3 separate regions of the Mus musculus genome follow, and regions 1 and 3 are each linked to region 2. The links are chromatin contacts, called in public HiChIP or PLAC-seq and promoter capture Hi-C maps. All regions are on one chromosome and are shown on one strand. The core of a region is the stretch at or near the end of the contact, and the rest is flanking DNA. Distances in the headings are between cores, read along the strand shown. Region 1 has its middle 32 kb from the start of Gm41867. Region 2 holds the start of Shoc2 (Shoc2, leucine rich repeat scaffold protein). Region 3 holds the start of 1700001K23Rik (RIKEN cDNA 1700001K23 gene).

Region 1 (2,700 bases), core at 149-2,648, 850 kb after region 2:
TATCTTATAACCACAAAATACCAATAAATATGTTTATATGTAATTGCAAATATATTAATGATTTTCAAGATTAATAAAGGGAAAATCTGGAAGCAGAAATACATATACATATATAGTTCACATCTTTGTAGAAAGGGTATATATTTCATATACCCCTATAACATAAATATGCATGTAATTATATGTACATAGAAAAATTTTTGAAAAACATCCAAGAGATTAAATACTCTGAGAAGTAAGGAATAGAATTTTTAAAAATGAGGAAGGAGATAGCTTTATATCTGTGTTTTATTTTTTTTCTCACAGCAAATATGTATGAAGTATAAGATTAAAACTCAGTTAATTATTCCTCCCCCAATCATAAAGGAACTTGGATCTAACAGTCCAAAATGATTAACAAAGGATTCAAATGGACTCTGCCATTGAGTAGGTACAAGGCACTGGCTAAGTAGCCTTACAGGCCCTTTGATAGATAAAGAGGATGGAGTGAACTTGAAATAGTCATGGAGAAGCCTAACCTGCTGCTGTAGATATGGGTATAAAAGGCTGACAGAAGAGGGGATATGTCTCCAGATGTTGTGTCCATTTCTCTGCATCCAGTGTTGACCCAGCCATATCTATTCTACATGTGTGAAGCTTCAATTTTATAGTTAAAGAGGGAGCATGACAGTTACTTATATTGGAAGGCTTTAAAATGCTATAGATGAAACAAGGTAAACTGATGTCAGTTTGAGGAGAAAGTCCTCATCACTCCATATAGGTGCTAGTTACTGATGTGTTGGGGGTGTATTAAGCATTGGGGTGACAGCCTTATATGCAGAATTTCTATCACTATGTGTAGTAAGGCCATTGAAAAGGTTCTATTTTTGCCTCCATTTCAGTGTAAAGGAGACATTAATACCCACTCTTGTCATGGTCTATATACCACAGTAGGAAAAGTGCTAAGGCAAGAATGAAGATCAAACCTAAGGGCCCCCTAGTCCATGAACACGAGGCTGCACCATGCTTGTCTTGAAATGGTCCTTAACTTTGGGAATTTTGTAACATTTCCCAAGTGATTTTAATATGCAGCCAGTGGAGAATGTCTCTAAAGAGACTGCCTAGCACAAAGGTTGTTTCTGAGTCTATCTGTCTCATTCTCCCATATCAAAGCAGAAGCTTGGGGCCTATGACAAAGCCACTTACAGGCCTTCCCATAAGTGAAGAGGTGGAGTAGAAATTACATAGTCAAGAGGAGGGTAAACCCACTGCTATGGGTAAGCATGCAGAAGGCTGGGGACAGAGGTTCTACATGTCTACATGTTGTATGCCCATTTCTTTGCATCCATTCTCAACCAGTGGCTGGACAGTGGGACAGTGGGTAAACTCCATACGCTCCTGGATTCTGAGTCACTTTCTTGTCACAATGATAGCAATGTAAATGATTTTCTGCCTGGCTTTGCTTCCTGTCGCCTCCTCTAAACCCTCGTGCCACTAAAAAAATGAATACAGATACTGCATTGTGTAAGCATGACATTTATTTATCTGTAACCTCAAAGGCCTGAATCATCGTTCCCCAGGAAGAGAGAAATTGTAGCCCGGTGAAGAGAAGCTCAAAGGAAATAGACTCAGACCCAAGTACTCCTGAGAAAATCAAACCTTTCAGGGAAGAAAGAATCAGGGTCCCTTTATAATGAACAGGATACATTCACTCAGGTCTCCTGTTAATTTAGAGCTCATCTTAATCTCAGCTGAGGAGTCAAAATTTGCATTTATATAGAGGCCAAATACTCTATCAAAAAAAAATCTGTTCTAAATTTTGTTTTTCTATGAAACTTAGGTCAAAATGACATCACCACTGATTGGTAAGGATACAGCACAAAGAACAAGCTTTTAAATCAGAGAGATTTGAGTTTATGCCTACTGTGTACCTTCTGCCTCAGTAACCTATTACATTTCTCGAAGGTATCACTCTAACCTATAAAATGAGAATATTATTTTCACAGGATGATTGATGACCATCAGGTACGTGGCTCCTCCTAAAAATGGTGGTTCAAGTGCTATAGGTACCAAATTGCAGCCCAGCTTCGTGCTTTTGCTCAACTTCTTTTTATCCCAAGCTAACAAGTGGTTAAATAATCTTACTACAAGTAAGCAGGCTACTGAATATCACCTAGACAAAGAAGAACAACATTCCACCTTTTAGAGACCTTGTGTGCTCTATGTGCTCTTCATCGAGTAAAGACTTCCTGAAAATGACCACCAGAAACTGAAGATGCTCAGGAAATTGGGAGCTGCCCAATAAGAAAAAAAAAATTAGAATAAAAGGAAAAGCAATACATTGCTCCATATGTCTGGTAAGCCCAAGTAGGCAGAGAAACTGTACAATCTAATGCTTATTCCCCAGCCTCAGGCTCCCAGTGTTACCCAGGTACTTGCTATGTTCATCCATCGCACTTCATACTCATGACCTACTCAGAGCACACTCTCTGAATTTGCCTTCGGAAAGATCTAGTAAAGCTCCCACGTGGCATTCAAAGCTTATGTGGTAATATTTCTAATAGCTCCTCTTCCTTAGCGACATAGACCTGATTTCTGGCCCTAACAGAGACATGGAGCCAACCTTATCCTTGTCTGGAAAATATACAAAAGTTCATTCTGAATATGAGATTCAAGTGATTGACTGAACGTTACTTTCCAATCAAACTTTCTCTTTGGTTC
Region 2 (2,700 bases), core at 119-2,618:
CAATCTGTAGTTATCAGAACGATTGACTTCTTGACTCCAAACGTCCACAGAAGGAACTACATGAGACAATGTCTTGGAGACACATAAAGCATTTTAAATATTTTTAAAATGTCCTTTAAAAGGATATTCACAATCGTAAACACCCAGGACTAACTACTTCAATATACCCTAACCCAGACTTCTAGTTGAAGCTTACATAGAGCTCAGAAAGGGGAGGCAGGACAGAAAGGGAAGAAAAATCAAAGATGAAAGGGAAGGTTTTGCTTTGCGGGTTGGCTCAGGGAAGTCATCTTTTTCTTTGATAGCTGGGGTGGAAACCGGTTTCTTTGGTTCCCAAAATTTGGAGTTTCTAAAGGCCAGGGAGTGAAAGTACTGTACTCGACAGGAACTCGAGGAGGCGTGCACCGTGCCCCACTGTGCAGACCTAGGGACTGCGGGCCTGGCCTCGCCCGGCGGCCGATCCGGCTGCCTCGCCCTACAGGGAACCTCAGAGGGGCGGAGGGAAGGCTGGCCACCGCCCCACCAGCCGGAAAGGAAACCCTCTGCCAGCGGAAGCGGCCCGGGGCCTCCGCTTAGTCTTCTCCCAGCTCCCTCCCTGCGGTTCATCCGGCCTGGCCGGCCCTGCTGTAGGGCGTCAGGGACACTTACCTCACTCGTCAGCTCTGGGAGAGGAGGCACCCCCTGGGGCGCAGGCGGGGTCCGGCTACTCCCACCTCCTGGCCATGACCCTACTAGGAAGTGCAAGCGCAACTTCCGGTGCGAGGGAGTTTTGAAGCCCTAAACTGTAGTTCTAGGTAAGCGATCAGGGGCTCCGTAAAGGGTCTGGCAAGCAAACCGGCAGTTCCCGATCGCGAATTAACTCGCCCAGTGTGGACTGTGTGTGTGCACATCCTCCGTAAGTATACTTACAGGTGCATCCCTTTCCAGACCGCTCTGCTGTTGCCTGGGGTAACGGGGAACCAAAAGCAGGAAAAACGTACGTCAAACGGGTGACAGGAAACGCCTCCTGCCATCATCAATTATGGCTGCCTGGGCTTCAACCGTAACTTCCGACTGGGAGTCGTTTCTCTACCCGGCTGGAGGCTTTTCTCTGTGGCGGAGCTAGCCAGCGGCGCCCAGTGGGCGGGAGACCGCGCACTGCCGCGGAGGAAAGGAAAAGGGCGGGGACAGGGAAGCTGGCGCCAAGGTTTCCCTCTGATTGGGTGACTGCTTTTGCTCTGGCTCCGCCCATCCCTCCTCCCTAGCGAATGCCCAGGCTCGCTCAAGGGGGCTGGGGCGGGGCGATTGGAGCCAGAGTGTGTGGAGGGGCGGGGCGAGTGGGGGAGGGGCGGGGGGGCGGTGGCAGGGGAGCGTCGCTCGGGGAGCGGAGGACGAGGAGGAGGAAGGAGGTGAGCAGGGATGGTGGAGTCCGGGCTCCGGACGGCAGCCTGGGGCGGGAGCGGCACAGGAGCGCCCGTGGGCCGGTTCTCTGCTTTCCTGCCTGTCGGGGGGCCCGGCCGGCCGTCGGTAAGGGGAGGCCCACACGTCCTGACAGGCGCGAGCCGCCGGAGCCGGGGCGAGGCCTGAGGGGTCGGGGCCCTGGGAGGCGCCGCGGCCGCTTTCCGGGGTGCCACGGCCCGGGGCGCCGGAGCCTCGGAGCCGCTGCCCGCGCGGGGCCGGCGGGCGGGACACGGGGAGCGGCAGGCTGCCCCCTGACAGCGCCGGGCCGGGCCTACTGCGGAGCGGGCGGCCGGGACAGCGCCGGGGCGCGGGCGCGGGCCCGGGGCGGCGAGTCAGTCGCGCTCCGGCTGCTCCGGTCTCTCGGCGCCTCCCGGCCGGGACTGCGGGGCTGCCCGGGTCGCGAGGACGCTTGGCGCCGGGCGGGCGGGCGGGCGGGAGGGCGGGCGCGGCCGTAGGGCTGTGGGGTGGGGTCTCTGCGCCTCCACCCCAAAGTCCTCGGCGCTGAGCGGTCTCCTCCTCGCAGACCCTGCGGGACGAGTGGTGGGTTCGGCGTTGGGTGTGTTGCCGAGTGAAAGGAGTTGTGGCCGCAGAGACCGCCCTGCTAAACACGCCTGGTGGCAATCTCCGTGTCGGCTTTGAGGGCTGGAGGAAAAGTAGTGTAACTCCCCGCCCCCAGCTCGGAACGCAGGAGGCTGCAGGGCAAAAAGATTTTCCCCCTAGCCCCTCGGTATCCATTGTTTTGTACCATCCCCTCCCCCATGCCTAGGTAGAAGAATAAGGACTCCAAAGCAGTAATTCGCCCGCCTCTCTCTCTCTCTCCCTCTCCCCTCGCTCCCCCGTCCCTCTCCGCAGAGGTTTGTGTTAACAGTGCAAGTGGGGGGTTTACAAACAGGTGGAATTGCTTGTCTATTTGGGAATCGGAAAGAAGATGCTTTTGGGGTGTGTTTTTTTTTTTTTTTTTTTTTTTTTCATCTCATCTCACCTTTACATTTGGGAGATTCGATTTTCTTCCCATTGGTTTGTATCATTATGAAGGTGATGAAAATAAAAGAGGAAACCCTGTTTTGCGACCTATCCCCACAAGTATTTTTGAGGACTCAAGGGAAGTAAAAAATCAGCTTGCAAATGTGGACTGTGTGGTACATTGGTCTGCAGCAGGATGGTTAATCTGGGAGCTTACACCGGTGTAATCGCGTACACTCTTTGTGGATGTCAGAAGTTCTAGCATCTACCCGGAAGGATTGCCGAATCAAAAACTTA
Region 3 (2,700 bases), core at 186-2,685, 690 kb before region 2:
AGCTAGGTATACCACTGCCTTTGTTTTAAATTTGTTTTCTTTTATTGGGTTTTGTTGGGGGAAGGGTTGGGTTTTGGTTTCTTTGCTTTTCTGTTTTTGACACAGTCTCTGTACAGCCTTAGCTGTCTTGGGACTCACTATATAGACCATTCTGTCCTCAAACTCAGCTCTGCCTGCCTCTGCCTCCAAAGTGCTGGGATTAAAGGTGTGTACACTATGCCCACCCCCCATCTATGCTTTTTAAACACAACACCTGTATATATATCACAGTCTAATGGTTGTATAAGGGGGAAAAATTAAAAAGTTTTTCCTACCATCTGGTGCCAGATTTGTCTTGAAATTTAACATATTACACACATTTATATGTATAAGGGAAAAAAAAAACAACAACAAGAAAAAAGCCACCCAAACAGTATGTCATTAACAATGTGCTGCCATGCCTTTCAACTCAGTACTCTCAGGTAGCTATCTGTGAGCTTGAGGCCAGCCTGGTCTACATAGTGAGTTCAAGGACAGCTAGAGCTATAGGGAGATCCTGACTACACACACAAACACACACACACACACACACACACACACACACACACACACACACAGGTGCTTTCTTGGTGGTAGAATGTGTGACTTAATCCTTGACTCTGTTTCTGAACATTGAACAACACCAACAACAAAAAAATGAAACTGGGAAAGATGAAGCAGCCTGGGGACTCACACCTGTAACCTCAGTCATGAGCCTGAAACCAAAGGATGACGACAAGTTAGGAGCCAGGGTGGCCTGCAGGGTACCAGACAGGGCTGCCGAGCAACACTGTCTCAAAAAGAATGTGTGATGGGGGAAGACCATGTGATGGGGGAAATTCAAAACTTGAGCTAACTAAAAGATACTGCATACGTCACATCATTGCCAACTGGTAAACTTCACAGTAGAGAGAAACCACCATCTAGTAGTGAACGGCGACGGTTTATATCATGTGTTTGCATGTGCGTGAACTTTCCAGAGACAGGGCGGACATCACCTGGGGTGTTCAGTAAGAAGCAGAATAAGCCTGGGGGTGGGGAGGCACCCATCACAACTAACCCTTGTTTATTCTTACTGTTTTCTATCTGCTACCTATGTTAAAAGTGATGTCTTCATGACACAGTACCGCCTTTGTAATGCCTACAGTCTCTGAAAACTGTCAGAAAATGTTCACTATGGAAGTGAGCCATTGGCATGGCTGTGTTTGCCCTCTCAGAGATGTTTCATGTGACCTGAGTAGGTAGAGAGTTTCAAGGTATCAGCCTTCCTACTGTGTGGTGCGGTGCTGCTCACCCAGAGGCCGTGGGTCACGTGGCTGTCCCAGCTTCCAGTAGCTTACAGCTGTTTCATCTTCATCTTCTGGCACAGCAGACCCACATCTACCATCCAGTTGTATATTTATGCTGTTCCTGTCTCCACCCCTTGGGGTTATAGGGATACCCTAGAACACCTGGGCTGACCCACCATTTATGACATCAGTCATCTTTCAGATCTTACCCCAGCGTTCCATCCTGTTACACTTTTAACTACATGTGGGTTCAAAACCTTTTTGGAAGGCAGTGGGTACCTAATGCTAGGTAATAAATCACTCCAAGATGCAGATGCTTAAAACGACGCACTGAAGGGGGCTGGAGAGATGGCTCTGTAGTTAAGAGTACCTGTCACTCTTTGAGATCTTTTTGGTTCCCAGCACCTACAAGCAGATCACATCAGCCTGTAACTCCAGGCTCTTCCACCCTCAGCGATTCACTCACATGCATGTGCAGTCCCCACAGACACACTTGTGCACACATAGAGTAAGACAATGAACATTTGCTACTATATCAATGTCTACGAGGTTGAAAGTCAAGAACGTTGCTTGGAGTCTCGGAAGAAGTTGCAGCTAGGATGTCAGCCAGAGCCATCTGAGAATCTGGCCGGACTTGAGCATTGTGGGTACAGAGCCATCAGAGGATCTGGCTAGGCGTGAGCATTGTGGGTAGTAGCTGATGGTGGACATGAGGTGTCCCCTGTGTGGACTTTTCCTGGTCTTCTCTAGTGTCCTTGTGACAAGGTTGTGCACAGAGTAACTCAAGAACAAAATGGAAACCGTAGCACCTGGGCAGCTGCCATGTGCCTTCACTTCAGCCGGGTTTTAGCCTTCAAAAATGAGCCACTAGCTAAGTAGTACACACCTGTAATCCAGCATTCAGGAGGCTATCCTGGGCTTCCATGACAAGACCTTGAGCTGGCTGTAGCAATGCACACCTGTAGACCCTGCTACCGAAAAGACTCGGGTGGGAGGATAAGTTGAGCCTAGAAGCTGGAAACCAATCTAGTCAAGATAGCGAGGGTCCCACCTCAAGGTGGGGGGGGGGACAGGAAAAGGAGAGGAAAGATAAGCAAGCCACCTAGTCCCCCTAGACATGTTAATTTTTACCTTGGGAGAGAAGAGTGTCAAAGGATTAGGGTCTGTCTTAGTTGGCGTTCGATTGCTGGGAAATGGCACCATGACCAAGGCAATTTCTATGAAAGAAAGGATTTAACTGGGTCTCGCCCACAGTCTCACAGTTCTAGTCCACTGTCCTGGTGGAGAGCCTGGCAGCATGCAAGCCGTGCTGGAGCAGTAGCTGAAAGCTCTGTCCTGATCTTTTAGGCAGAAAGAAAGACATGAAATTCAAGCCCGCCTCCAGTGACACACT

Evidence for each region. Promoter capture Hi-C pulls out the DNA fragments that hold promoters and counts their contacts. HiChIP or PLAC-seq counts read pairs in DNA pulled down with a chosen protein or histone mark.
Region 1: a FOXA1 HiChIP or PLAC-seq map of pancreatic cancer cells shows a contact between it and region 2. The contact joins the enhancer-like site here to the promoter of Shoc2 in region 2. A contact is called at or near these places in 5 of 39 promoter capture datasets (the 3T3-L1 cell line, 3T3-L1-derived adipocytes, the HPC-7 cell line and 1 more) and 4 of 115 datasets of contacts at active chromatin or transcription factors (embryonic stem cells, large pre-B cells, neural tube and 1 more).
Region 3: a contact with region 2 is called in a promoter capture Hi-C map of fetal liver, with 3 times the contacts expected there. The contact joins the promoter of 1700001K23Rik here to the promoter of Shoc2 in region 2. A contact is called at or near these places in 2 of 39 promoter capture datasets (fetal liver and pre-B cells) and 1 of 115 datasets of contacts at active chromatin or transcription factors (microglia).

What each region holds. Positions count from the first base shown.
Region 1 is chr19:54,792,068-54,794,767 of GRCm38.p6, forward strand. No RefSeq gene overlaps it. Among named protein-coding and RNA genes, the nearest start is that of Gm41867, 32 kb to the left of the region's middle. Within about 2 kb of position 1,399, at least 5 of the 459 cell types and tissues checked have an H3K27ac peak or open chromatin away from gene starts, as enhancers often do. A contact at or near this core is called in pancreatic cancer cells, where this site is marked.
Region 2 is chr19:53,943,508-53,946,207 of GRCm38.p6, forward strand. Shoc2 (Shoc2, leucine rich repeat scaffold protein) reads left to right here and starts at 1,369. Exons shown (of 9, transcript NM_019658.6): 1 at 1,369-1,506. It overlaps Bbip1 (BBSome interacting protein 1), which reads right to left and starts at 1,120. Exons shown (of 4, transcript NM_001195338.1): 1 at 649-1,120; 2 at 1-72.
Region 3 is chr19:53,253,770-53,256,469 of GRCm38.p6, forward strand. It overlaps 1700001K23Rik (RIKEN cDNA 1700001K23 gene), which reads right to left and starts at 1,436. Exons shown (of 3, transcript NR_036590.1): 1 at 1,313-1,436.